2 separate regions of the Mus musculus genome follow, and region 1 is linked to region 2. Evidence: chromatin contacts called from public Hi-C data. All regions are on one chromosome and are shown on one strand. The core of a region is the stretch at or near the end of the contact, and the rest is flanking DNA. Distances in the headings are between cores, read along the strand shown.

Region 1 (6,352 bases), core at 997-3,496, 220 kb before region 2:
GGTACAGATACAGCTCAGTGGTTAAGAGCAGTTATTGCTCTTGCAAAGGACCAGGGTTCAATTCTCAGCACCCACATGGTGGCTCACAGCCATGCACAACTCTTAGTTCCAGGGGAACCAATGCCCTCTTCTGGTCTACATGAGCACCAGTAGGTAATCACATATAAAATAAAATACATCTAAAAGAAAAATGCTCGCTTGGTCCCTGCAAAATCTTGGACTAGTTCCAACACAGGTAAGAAAGAAGGGAAAAATGGGAGAAAGGATAGGAGGGAGAGAATGTTTTTCAAAGATTTATTTTGCATACATTGGTGTTTTGCCTGCATGTATGTCTGTGTGAGATCCAGATCCTCTAGAACTGGGGTTACAGACAGCTGTGAGCTGCCATGTGGGTGCTGGGAACTGAACTCAGGTCCTCTGCAAGAGCTGCCCATGCTCTTAACTGCTGAGCCATCTCTCCAGCCCTGAAAGGGATTTTTTTTTTAATGTGAGAACTTACAGAAAAAAAGATAGATGTTTAAAGAGGCCATATTTTATTAACGTATTCATTGCATGTTTGTGTGTTCATGCTCTGACATGTGTACATGTGTGTGAGGGTGTACATGCACAAGCTTATGGAATCCAGAGGTTACAGTGGATGTCTTTCTGGATAGCTCTGACCTTATTTTTGAAGACAAGGTTTCTCAATCTACCGGGAGCTCATTGATTTGGCTGGATTGGACCCTCCTCTCTGACTCCTCAGCATTGGGCTCACAGGCATGGACTACAGGACCCTCCTCTCTGACTCCCCAGCGTTGGGCTCACAGGCATGGCCTACAGGACCCTCCTCTCTGACTCCCCAGTGTTGGGCTCACAGGCATGGCCTACAGGACCCTCCTCTCTGACTCCCCAGTGTTGGGCTCACAGGCATGGCCTACAGGACCCTCCTCTCTGACTCCCCAGTGTTGGGCTCACAGGCATGGACTACAGGACCCTCCTCTCTGACTCCCCAGTGTTGGGCTCACAGGCATGGACTACAGGACCCTCCTCTCTGACTCCCCAGCGTTGGGCTCACAGGCATGGACTACAGGACCCTCCTCTCTGACTCCCCAGCGTTGGGCTCACAGGCATGGACTACAGGACCCTCCTCTCTGACTCCCCAGCGTTGGGCTCACAGGCATGGCCTACAGGACCCTCCTCTCTGACTCATCAGCATTGGACTCACAGGCATGGCCTACAGGACCCTCCTCTCTGACTCCCCAGTGTTGGGCTCACAGGCATGGCCTACAGGACCCTCCTCTCTGACTCCCCAGCGTTGGGCTCACAGGCATGGCCTACAGGACCCTCCTCTCTGACTCCCCAGTGTTGGGCTCACAGGCATGGCCTACAGGACCCTCCTCTCTGACTCCTCAGCATTGGGCTCACAGGCATGGACTACAGGACCCTCCTCTCTGACTCCCCAGTGTTGGGCTCACAGGCATGGCCTACAGGACCCTCCTCTCTGACTCCCCAGTGTTGGGCTCACAGGCATGGACTACAGGACCCTCCTCTCTGACTCCCCAGTGTTGGGCTCACAGGCATGGCCTACAGGACCCTCCTCTCTGACTCCCCAGTGTTGGGCTCACAGGCATGGACTACAGGACCCTCCTCTCTGACTCCCCAGTGTTGGGCTCACAGGCATGGACTACAGGACCCTCCTCTCTGACTCCTCAGCATTGGGCTCACAGGCATGGACTGCCGTGCCCAGGTTTTCACAAGGTGTTGTGGATCCAGATTCCAAGCCTTGTGCTTGCTCGCCTAGCACTTTACACACCGAGACATTTCCCCAGCCCAAAGTTCGTATTTTAATACTAGTATCTTGTCTTACTTGTGTGGGACCTGTGTCCTCTTGTCTGCTATTAGACAAAGTCTGTCCAATAGTTTGTGAAGAAGTGCGTCTCTTTTTTGTTCTTTCAGTTAACCTATTAATTAAAAATAAATGAGAAGTGATTAGAACCTCCCAGAATTGTCCTTCTGTTAGTGTTAAGAACAAGTAAGTAAGTTATATACAGTGGGCCAGGCTATAAACACCAAGAACATTGGCACTCAAGTGGCTGGCTGAGGATATTTATTTATTTATTTAGAGACAGGGTTTCTCTGTGTAGCCCTAGCTGTCCTGAAGCTCACTTTGTAGACCAGGCTAGCCTCGATACTATTAGAACACTGAGTCTCAGAAAACACTTTTGAGTCTGAAGTTCTGAGAACTCTAGACCAGGACAAGCATTGCGTGACTAACTGCTGGTGAAGACGTCAGGAAATGACTCTTGGGGCCCATTTGTTCCCTGTACCTATTCTAAACTCGGACCATTTAACTTCTGGAGTTCTGCATTTTTAGACTTGTCTGAGACTGGCTTACAACCATGGTTTACTGGCAGTGCATCTCAGAGATCACCTCAAGAACACTTAGGTTACTGCAACCTGTGGTCCAATGTGCCTTTGGACTTACAGACAAGTCCACTGGCTGATCCAGACAGACTGCTCATCCTCACAGCCCATAGCCTAAGTCAGTCTGCCGGCCTCTGGTTGGGCCATTGGTACCTTCTAGTGTAAGTCTGCAAAAAGACCTGATGTCTACACTGTCTCTCACCAGTCCCCAACCCCAGCAACCTCACTATCAGTCTCTCAATCTGCAGCAGAGGCTCTAAACCTACAACTGGCCTGACACTGCTTTCCTACCAACAGCCTGACAACTGAAAGGCTATTTGCTATGAAGGCCTTATTCTGGACTATTCTTTCTCCATTGAGAGAATCTGCTATGAGGCAGAAATAAAGCTATCTTTGCAGTACTGAGTGCTATGGTTAGATATAGTTTGCCCTCCAATGGTCCGAATACTGGAATTTTGTTCCCAGTGTGCTGTGGTGAGAGGGGTGGAGCCTGCAAGTGGTGAGGACTCTCAAAAAGGAGGTGACTAAATCTCAAGATGGATTGATGATCTTTTCCTTAGGAGGCATTCTTGCACTTGAGGGATGCTCCATAAAAGAGGGTCTTGGGGCGGGAGAGATGGCTCAGATGGTTAAGAGCACTGACTGCTCTTCTGAAGGTCCTGAGTGCAAATCCCAGCAACCACATGGTGGCTTACAACCACCCATAATGAGAGTGTCTGAAGGCAGCTACAGTGTACTTACATATACATAATAAATAAATCTTAAAAAAAAAGAATATAATTTCTCTAGGCCGGGCGTGGTGACCCATGCCTTTAATCCCAGCACTTGGGAGGCAGAGGCAGGCGGATTTCTAAGTTCGAGGCCAGCCTGGTCTACAGAGTGAGTTCCAGGACAGCCAGGGCTACACAGAGAAACCCTGTCTCGAAAAACCAAAAAAAAAAAAAAAAAAAAAAAAAAAGAGTGTCTTTATAAAGGACCCTGGCACCTTCCCTGAAATCTTTCTCCTGTACTGGCACACACGTTATTCCTACATGTGGTCAGTTTCTTGCCTCCTCCTTTGCTATGATGTAAAACAGCCAAGGAGCCCTTGCCAGAGCAGTGGCATCACGCTGCTGGATGCTCCAGTCACTATAACCATGAGCCAGACAACGCTATGAAGCAGCCTATGTCCATACAGTATCAGTTATTGGCATAGCAATACTAAGTAGACTAACACACCAAGGCACATGGATGCCAAAAACTTAAGTGAAACCATCCCTTTTCTCTTCAAATAGAAGATATTTTTCTTTAAAAAAGATATTCCAGGCTCAGCCATTGAGAGTACTGTCCATGCACAGGACCTGGGTTCAGTTCCTAGCACCCATATTGGGTGGCTCACGATAGCCTGTAAGTGCAGCTCCAGGGGATGCCCCATGGCCTTCATAGACACTGAATGAATGTGGTGGTGCTCATACGAATACTTAGGGACACATACAGACATTTTTTTTTTTTTTTTGGTTTTTCGAGACAGGGTTTCTCTGTATAGCCCTGGCTGTCCTGGAACTCACTTTGTAGGCCAGGCTGGCCTCAAACTCAGAAATCCGCCTGCCTCTGCCTCCTGAGTACTGGGATTAAAGGCGTGCGCCACCATGCCCGGCAAAATAATTATTTTTAAGTCTATCCCAAAGATATCAGTGAGCAATTAAATATCTAAGTTGGTCATGATGGCATACATCTGCAATCCCATCTCTGAGGAGGCTGAGGCTGGGAGACCACTATCTGAGGCCAGTTTGGGTTACAAAGCAAGTTCTAGGATAGTCTGGACTCTGTGGCAATTTGTCTCAAAAAAAAAAAGTTTAATACCTATATAAATAAGAAAAAAACTTCTCATTTAACAACATTCCCAAGAACTCCTCAGTGAATGCCCTGCTACTACACGATTGCTACCCGAGAAGACCCTTTTCAGAGTTGGCCTACACTGTCACTGTCCAAGTGGCCTGCAATGCACCAGACAGGAGGACAGTTGACTTAATCAAGTCTCCTCTCACTCTAGCTCACCGTGAATTGGGGTGGGAAAGGTTTGAACTGAGATTTGCGGCCAACAAATTACTGCTTGTCAGGTTGATAGGTGGCATTATCATACAACCCCCAGCGTGTGGGTCTTCTTTGACACCGTCAGAATTCTCACTGGGATTGAGAGGGTTTGTCAGTTCCAAGACAGAAGGCTTCTTGTCCAGTGATGAGGGCTGTGTGTCATCAGCTGTGCCCTGCTGGCGGTGGTCGCCTTCATACTCTGGCTTCTTCTGGTCTGGGACATCTCCTTTGCCCCCTTTGGCCTTAATGACTCTGACTTTGAGCTCCTTGGCCCTTTTGTCTCTGTCCACTTCCTAGAAGAGGAGAGATGTAGAGAATCTGCTGTCATTAGCGTCCTAAGCCTGTGCAGCTACACAGGCTGAAACGAAAGGGCAAGGAGGAGCTCACCTTGCCATAAAGTGATGGATTTCCATAGAGCAGGGTGTTGGTAAAAACTGATTTCTTCTCATCTCTCACAGGTTCATTTTCTTTAAAATTCTCTTTTGGCTTTATAAATGAATTAACCTTTGCTTCCTGTAATAATTTAGCTCTCAGCTCTGGTATGAATCTGATGAATCAAGCAATATTAAGCAATCATCTTTTCTATATGGTTTATTTTAATAGAAGCATTCAATCAAGCATTAAGATGCTGTATAATAGTAACTGGTGCCAAGAGAAGGCACTGTTTTTATTTGTTTGTTTGTTTGTGACAGGATCTCATTGTGTGGCCTAAGTTGGTATCAAGCTTCATCTTCCTGAGTGCTAGGATGACAGGCGTCACCATATCCAGCCAAGATGGTGTAACTATTTACCTTATAATAAGTGTGTGCAGGCAGCAGATCTTACGGACATTTTGCTGGGGAAATCTACCACATAAAACTTATAAAACAGACTTACATCAGATTCCCTTTGAGACGTGGATCTATTGAAACGTCACTTTGAGTTTTGCTACAGAAACTCTTCACGTCTTTAGACTGACACAGAGTTCGAGTTGCAGCACTCGTGTTAGGGGGCTCACAGCGTCTCTAACTCCACCTCTGGGAGCTCTACTGTTCTTCTCATTTACACAGGCCTCCTTCCACACATGCACATGTGCGTACATAAAATAAACCCTTTAAAGGTAAATGACATCAACCCTTAAAAAGCTCTTGAATTAAACATGGTCTCTAGTCTGAGGTGAAACTGCAGCTGTAGCATGGGATCGTAGTACACTGCCAAATCCTGTAGCCCTGTGACAAAAGCTAGCTGCCTACCATGTACCTGGGCAGTACCTGACGTAGTAACCCCCTTAGGCTTCTGTTAAATTGAATATTTGTGTTTTGTAACATTGCTCTGTCTAGTGATTTCCCTTCTAGTAAGTCCCCTAATATAAAATACTAGAAAGACCCCAAATGCTTACTTCTCAATAAATCCATCTCTAGTAAAGTAATCGTGACGCAAAAGATCAGTAGATGATGTCCTCTCAGCAGGATCAATTTGTAAACAAGCCTAAAAAAGAAAAAAGTCTAATAAAAGATGAGGTTTTTGGTTCTGCCCCTAAAATCAAGTCTTTAACATTTGACATATGACAAAGTTATTACCCAGAGCTAACAGAGTCTGTAAACAAGCAGGTTTCTAACAGGAAATTCTGACCACTAAGTTATCTAGGAAATTTACTCTTGCACCTTTTATGTTTGTTTGTTTGTTTTTCGGAGACAGGGTTTTTCCGTGTAGCCCTGGCTGTCCTGGAACTCACTCTGTAGACCAGAGTGGCCTCAAACTCAGAAATCCGCCTGCCTCTGCCTCCCAAGTGCTGGGACTGAAGGTGTGCGCCACCATGCCCAGCTCTAGCAACTTTTAAAAGTTACTATTTTGTGTGAATGTCAGCATGTGCATCCCATGGTCACACAAGGAGGCC
Region 2 (6,437 bases), core at 2,100-4,599:
TAAAAAAAATAAAAAAAAAAAAAAAAAAGAAATTGAAGCTAGCCTGAACTACATGATATTGTTAAATGAATGAATGAATGGATGGATGGATGAGCCATGTGTGGATGTCAGAGGGATGAAGAAAAGCAGGGACCAGGGCCCAGAGGTGTTGAAGGTTGACATCCATGAGGCCTGGCCTTCTCGGGCAGGTTTTGAGGCTTGTGATCTGAGTGGCATCCTTTTCAAGGCTATCTTGTGCTGGTCCACAAGTTTGTATTCAGTCCATAGCCTCTACTCATTCTCCCCTCCCTGCTGAGCTTCCACCAGACAGTATGTGGCCATCGGAGTGTCCAGGGTGTGTTTGAATGCACCGTGAAAGAAGACTGTGGGTTTCTACTATGAATGCGCTAGAAATAAAGAGTCCTGTGGGCCTCGAGCTCCTGGAGAAGTGCAGGCCTGCGCTCTGGCCCTTCGGAGCTGCCGTCTCCTCGTTTGCTAAATGCCTGCCTGGATCTTTTTATCCAGGGTGGCCAAGAGATCACCTAGAGGTGGATTTAAGCCCACTGAGATGGATTGCTGAGGTCAAAGTTTATTAGAAGAATTAATTCCTGCCATGGCAGACAGTCAGCACTACAGACATCAGGATGGGGGCTCCGAAGACAGGAATCAGGGTCTGCATAGCAGAAGCAGGAGGGGGTCTTCTCTTAGTGTTCTGAGGGTGGGAGTGGTTTTACTGCAAGACTCTCAAATTCCCTTACAGGGGCCAGGAAAAGGGTGGAGAGCAGAATGTGTGGTCAATTGCCAGGTGCAAACTGGGTCTCTGGAAGTCTGTTAGCCAGAGTTGGTCTGTGTAAGAGGGCAAGGCTGCTGCCGGAAAGAGGCCTGAGCAGCGGCCTGGGCTGCACCCTAACAGCCAAATCCTTTTTAAAATGTGGATTTGTTTTCTCTTTTGATCATACATATGATCAACAACGTGTGGGTGTGGGCACACATGCTCCCTGTGCCTAGGGTTTCAGGTCACTCGGAGCTGGAGTTACAGAGAGTTGTACTCTGCCCCAAGTGGACGCTGAGAGCCAAAGGAGCCGCCACAAGAGCAGACCATGTCTGTACCTGCTCGCTGAGCCAGCTTCCCAGCCCCTTTAACACCACATTCTTACAAAGCAGACAAATTGATGATTTTCCAAAGGTCTTGAGGGAAAGAATGCTAGCGACCTGGCGGTTGCCCAGAGGAACCGGGTTTACCAACTTGCACTTCCTGGAATCTGAGCTGGTAGCCAGCCCTGTTTGTTTTTGAGTTCTTCATAAGCCTGCCAGGACAACTGTGGTCTGGGGTTAGGGCAGGTACCAGCCTTGTGCAGTTTCCTGACAGGGGCTAGTTAGAAACAGCTGGTGGGGATGAGAGACGAGGTGTATGTGACAGTCAGCTGCTTGCGCCAAAGAGACCCAGCTGCCAGCCTTCTGAGTGGCTCGGGCCTTCCTCAGCTGTGGTCACCAGGGCACCTGAAACCTTGTAACCTGAGAGCAGGTCAGGGAAAGGAATCTGGATTAGGGATTGACTGCTATGATCAACTTGAGACTCAGAAGGTCAGCCAGAGATGTGCAGAGGAAAACAAGGGAGAAAAGTAGCTTGTTGAAAAACAAAACAAGGGGCTGGTGAGATGGCTCAGTGGGTAAGAGCACCCGACTGCTCTTCCAAAGGTCTGGAGTTCAAATCCCAGCAACCACATGGTGGCTCACAACCATCTGTAACAAGATCTGACTCCCTCTTCTGGAGTGTCTGAAGACAGCTACAGTATACTTACATATAATAAATAAATAAATCTTTAAAAAAAAAAACAAAAAACAAAACAAAACAAAGCAAAACAAAAAACCACCCATAACACCCATTACCCACTGCTATTTGCAGAATCCAAGGGGCTAGTTGGTTCTGGTATCAGTTGTTTGGGATATTGGGCTGCAAAGACGTAGCTCTTGCCTCCAGCCACAGCTTCTGGCCACTCCTTGCTGAAGAATCATCTTCCTGTCTCCAGAAAGGTCTTGGCTGTTGTTATAAAGGATTGTTTTCCAAGACAAAGGGCTGCTGCCTTCAGACATGCTGATGGGTTTCTCTGCAAAATATCATTAAACAACCAAAGGCATAGCTGAGCTTGTTGGCTGTTGAGGTTTCCCCATGGGAGGAGGGATGGAGGGTCTTGGGACCTTCACCTGACTATCCAGATACTCCTTCTAGCTGATCATAATTGTGTTCTTTCCTAACTGTGTGTGGCCTTGGGGGTTTCAGGAGGGGCTTGGAAGACCTGAAAGAAGGGGGCTCCATGTATACAACCACAGAAGCCATTCATTTTTGTGCCCACCTTCTAGTGCCGCTTCTCAGAGATCACCCATACTCCTTTGCAACCCCCTCATCCTTACTCTGTGAGTAACTTTAGTGAAGTCATTGGCTCCCTAGGCTGAACTTTGGTGGAATCCAACTTTGGCTAGTTTGTGGGAGCTAAGGAGGAGCAGGGTAGACGATTCCTAATCCCCACCCCTCAATTCTCTCACATATGATACAGGACACTGAGACAGAAATTGTACTTGGAGGCCATAAGACTTACTAAATGCCATGGACAGTCAGACGGCTCTGAAGAGAGGGAGTCAGAGCCCATGTGGCAGAAGTGGGTGTCTCTTGTTTACTTGTTTTTGGAGACAGGGTTTCTCTGTGTGGCCCTGGCGGTCCTGGAACTCACTGTGTGTCAGGCTGGCCTCAGACCCACAGAGAGATATCTGCCGCTACCTCCTGAGTGCTGGACTTAAAAGTAAGCACCACCACCGTGCGGCTTTCTTACAACTTTCTAAGGAGAGAAGTTGGACCACACAAGCCTGTAGCCAGGCTCTCCAATCCCGGGCAGGAGGAAGAGAAAGGGGGTGGGGAGTGGGGCGTGCGGCCAGAATGCCTCCTCTGAGTTAAATTCAACTCCCCAGGTGAGACTCTTCGTCCTAACTAGAGACTCCACAGTGTCCCCAGCTGGGCACCTGCCAGGATCCGTGGGCGGACAAGGCTGCTGTAGGTATGTGTTGGCCTAAGCAACAGCTGAAGGGGTTTTTTTAGGTACTATTTATTTTTATTTCATGTGTATGAGTGTTTTGCCCTCATGTACGTGCACCTGTACGTGCTTGGTGTCAGGTTACTTCCTGTAGAGAGGTTGAAGGGGGTAAGAGCGAGGTTTGGTCGGACCTTAAGTGAGACCGTGTTTATTCACAGTGAAGAAGCATTTCATCACCCACGTCTGGGTGGCCAAAATGCCTACAGAAGACAGTACTCCAGTTCCTTGTGAGGCGGAAACAACTACCAGCTACATTGTAGTCCCACCCTTCCAGGAACTCCTTGGTCTGGCTGCAAGGGACGATGGGAAATGTAGTCTTTTGGCAGGAAACTCTCACTTGATGTTCACAGAAACCTGAGAACTGAAGTGGATGTTGGACTCTTTAGTGCCAGAACCAAGAGCAGCAAGTTCACTTAAGCACTGAGCCTTCTCTTCAGTTCCAGCAGCTGGAACCCTCCCTCTCTCCCCATAAGGTCTCACTCAGGCTAGTCTTTTTTTTTTTTTTTTAAGATTCATTTATTTATTTAAAGTACGTGAGTACACTGTAGCTGTCTAAAGACACCCCAGAAGAGGGCATCAGATCCCATTACAGATGGTTGTGAGCCATCATGTGGTTGCTGGGAATTGAACTGAGGACCTCTGGAAGGGCAGTCAGTGCTCTTAACCTCTGAGCCATTTCTCCAGCCCATCAGGCTAGTCTTAAACTTGTGGCAATACTGGGATTGTGAGTAGAGTAATTCTGGTCAAAGCCTGAGCTCTGACAGGGCTAACACCACAGGCTCTGCCACTCATCCACAGTACATTAAATACATAGACATTAGTGAAAACAGACAAAGGAGATTTAGTTGGTGTGGCCACATTGGGAAGAGAAGCAGATAGAGAGCTTTAGTGACCTCCACCCCCAGCCCAAAATCCATCTTCAGCCCTGACATGAGGTTTAGGTTTGAATAGAAAGCAAGAAGGAAGCATGCTTAACTAAGCCATTGTGGTCAAAGTGTGGTCCACCCATCCCTGACCCATCATTGTCTGTCCTCTCAGGTGGGCTAACAGTTGTCAGAATTAAATCTCTCTCCAGGAGGCAAGTTCTTCCTTCAGCCAGCACCAGGGCTTGCAACCTTTTCCTTCTTGGGACCCTTGTTTCATTTGTTTCAATAGCCTGAGAGTAGTCAGAGACGAGTCTCTAGACCAGCTTCACCTGTAAAGACTGTTAGGGTCACAGGATTACAATCGTGAGCTGCCAGCCTCCCAAATGCATCCTATTCACGATCCTCTAGGGTCCTCACAGCATAAACATCTAGTCCAGTTCAGTTTGACTAGGCAGCCATGAAGCAATTTTCTAACAGTCGAAGCATCTTGCCGCCACCTTTCTGAATGCAGTCATTTCCAGGGTGACCTTTCCTGTGCCTCTACTATACCCTGCACATGGGATGGACTGCACCATCTTGTTCAGGCCTAGCCAGTCCCAGGCCAGGGGTTAATATGAAGACTGGTCAGATATGATCTCAGCTGTATCAAGAGTCTCACCTCAGGGCTCAGTCAGGTGCTTCTCAGGTAGACATTGCCTCTGTTTCAGTAACTTCAGCTTGTCTGTAACATAGTCACTTATTACTTTTGTATTTTTATTTGTATTTTGCTGGGGATCGAACCCAGAGCCTTAGTCATGTTTCTGTTCTACGACTGAACTGTGTTCAGCCTAGCGTATGTTCTAGTTTTACTTCAGACCAGAGTTCCCACAGTACCACACACGTGTCAGTGTGTAAGCTCAAAGGCCAGTCTGCCATTTTGAGGATAGTCCTGACTCCAAATAAGCTTTTCTGGTCTGCTAGTCTGTGAGCCTTGTGGACGATGGCTCTAATCTTAGCTTAGAAAACAAGTGTCATACAAGGTTCGTGTTGGAATCAGTACTGAACCTAAAGAACTTATGGTGGGTAAGAAATGGGTGAGGGCTGGGCGGTGGCGGTGGCGGTGGCACACACCTTTAATCCCAGCACTCGGGAGGCAGAGGCAGGCAGATTTCTGAGTTCGAGGCCATCCTGGTCTACAAAGTGAGTTCCAGGACAACCAGGGCTATACAGATATACAGAGAAACCCTGTTTTGAAAAACAAAAACAAAAAAACAAAAACAAAAAACAAAAAAAAAAGAAGAGAAGAAGAGAAGAAGAGAAGAGAAGAGAAGAGAAGAGAAGAGAAGAGAAGAGAAGAGAAGAGAAGAGAAGAGAAGGGGCTGGTGAGATGGCTTAGCGGTTAAGAGCGCTGACTGCTCTTCCAAAAGTCCTGAGTTCAAATCCCAGCAACCACATGGTGGCTCACAACCATCCGTAACAAAATCTGATGCCATCTTCTGGAGTGCCTGAAGACAGCTACAGTGTACTTACATATAATAAATAAATAAAGAAAAGAAAAGAAAAGAAAAGAAAAGAAAAGAAAAGAAAAGAAAAGAAGAGAAAAGAAAAGAAAAGAGAAACAGGTGAGGGCCGGCGGCTTAGCGGTAACGGTGCTGCCAAGCCTGATGACCTGAGTTTGACGTCAGAATTCACAAGATGAGAGGAGAGCGTGGTGGATTTGGTTTAATGCTTGCACTATGGGTTCCCAAATTGCTCAAGAACGGAGACTCCTCCGTGTAAGACGCTGCGGGTCCCGGTCCCCAGTTATTTCTAATTGGTAAATAAAGTTGCCGGTGACTAGTAGGCAGGGAGACGGAGGCAAGACTTTAGATTTCCCGGGCAAGGGAAGCCAGGGAAGAAGGATTTAATACCACCATGCCGGGGAAGCAGAAGGGTCAAGTCTGAGAAGTACGGGACAGAGAGACAGCCAACATGTAAGAGTCAGGGATTGTGGTCAGGAGGACTGTAGACTGGGCAGTCAGGATGCAATATAGGTTTTAGTAAGTAATAACTCGGGAATATTGGAGGGAAGGGTGTGCTAGCAGCATGGGGATTTGGGAGTGGTCCTGCCATTGAGCTTCGTAGGGTGTATTAAACATAAGACTCTGTGTGTGTGTGTGTGTGTGTGTGTGTGTGTGTGTGTGTGTGTTTCATTCGAGAATCCACAACACTGGGGTGGTAGCGAGGAACTCACGCTGTCACGGCTGGCAAGTAGAGCAGATTAATCAATTACTGTTAGGGGAGAGAACTCCCGAAAGCTGTCCTTTGCTCTCCACATGTATGCAGGAGCACATGTGTGTACGTGCACAGACACATAAATAGTAAGATAAAATGAGCGGGTTGAAAGCTGGGAGAGGCCGTCCTGGAATCCTGCCTCCTCCTTCATCCAAGCCTCTCGCTCTGTCTTCTCCACTCTAACATATTCCCTGCCCGCTGTCTGTGTCATCATGTACTAGGCTCTGCCAGCCCCCAGACTGCAGTGTGTCCT

The links. Hi-C and Micro-C count contacts between places; a contact is called where the count stands out from the background.
Region 1: a Hi-C map of bone marrow-derived macrophages shows a contact between it and region 2, with 21 read pairs. The contact joins two enhancer-like sites. A contact is called at or near these places in 1 of 15 datasets of contacts at CTCF or cohesin (CD8 T cells), 1 of 484 Hi-C or Micro-C datasets (bone marrow-derived macrophages) and 2 of 9 other capture datasets (adipose tissue and liver).

Annotation. Positions count from the first base shown.
Region 1 is chr11:52,025,430-52,031,781 of GRCm38.p6, reverse strand. It overlaps Cdkl3 (cyclin-dependent kinase-like 3), which reads right to left. Exons shown (of 14, transcript NM_001166654.1): 7 at 5,855-5,943; 8 at 4,864-5,023; 9 at 4,441-4,769; 10 at 1,847-1,940. Among named protein-coding and RNA genes, the nearest start is that of Cdkl3, 24 kb to the right of the region's middle. Within about 2 kb of position 2,246, at least 7 of the 459 cell types and tissues checked have an H3K27ac peak or open chromatin away from gene starts, as enhancers often do. A contact at or near this core is called in bone marrow-derived macrophages, where this site is marked.
Region 2 is chr11:51,802,278-51,808,714 of GRCm38.p6, reverse strand. No RefSeq gene overlaps it. Among named protein-coding and RNA genes, the nearest start is that of Sar1b, 42 kb to the right of the region's middle. Within about 2 kb of position 3,349, at least 254 of the 459 cell types and tissues checked have an H3K27ac peak or open chromatin away from gene starts, as enhancers often do. A contact at or near this core is called in bone marrow-derived macrophages, where this site is marked.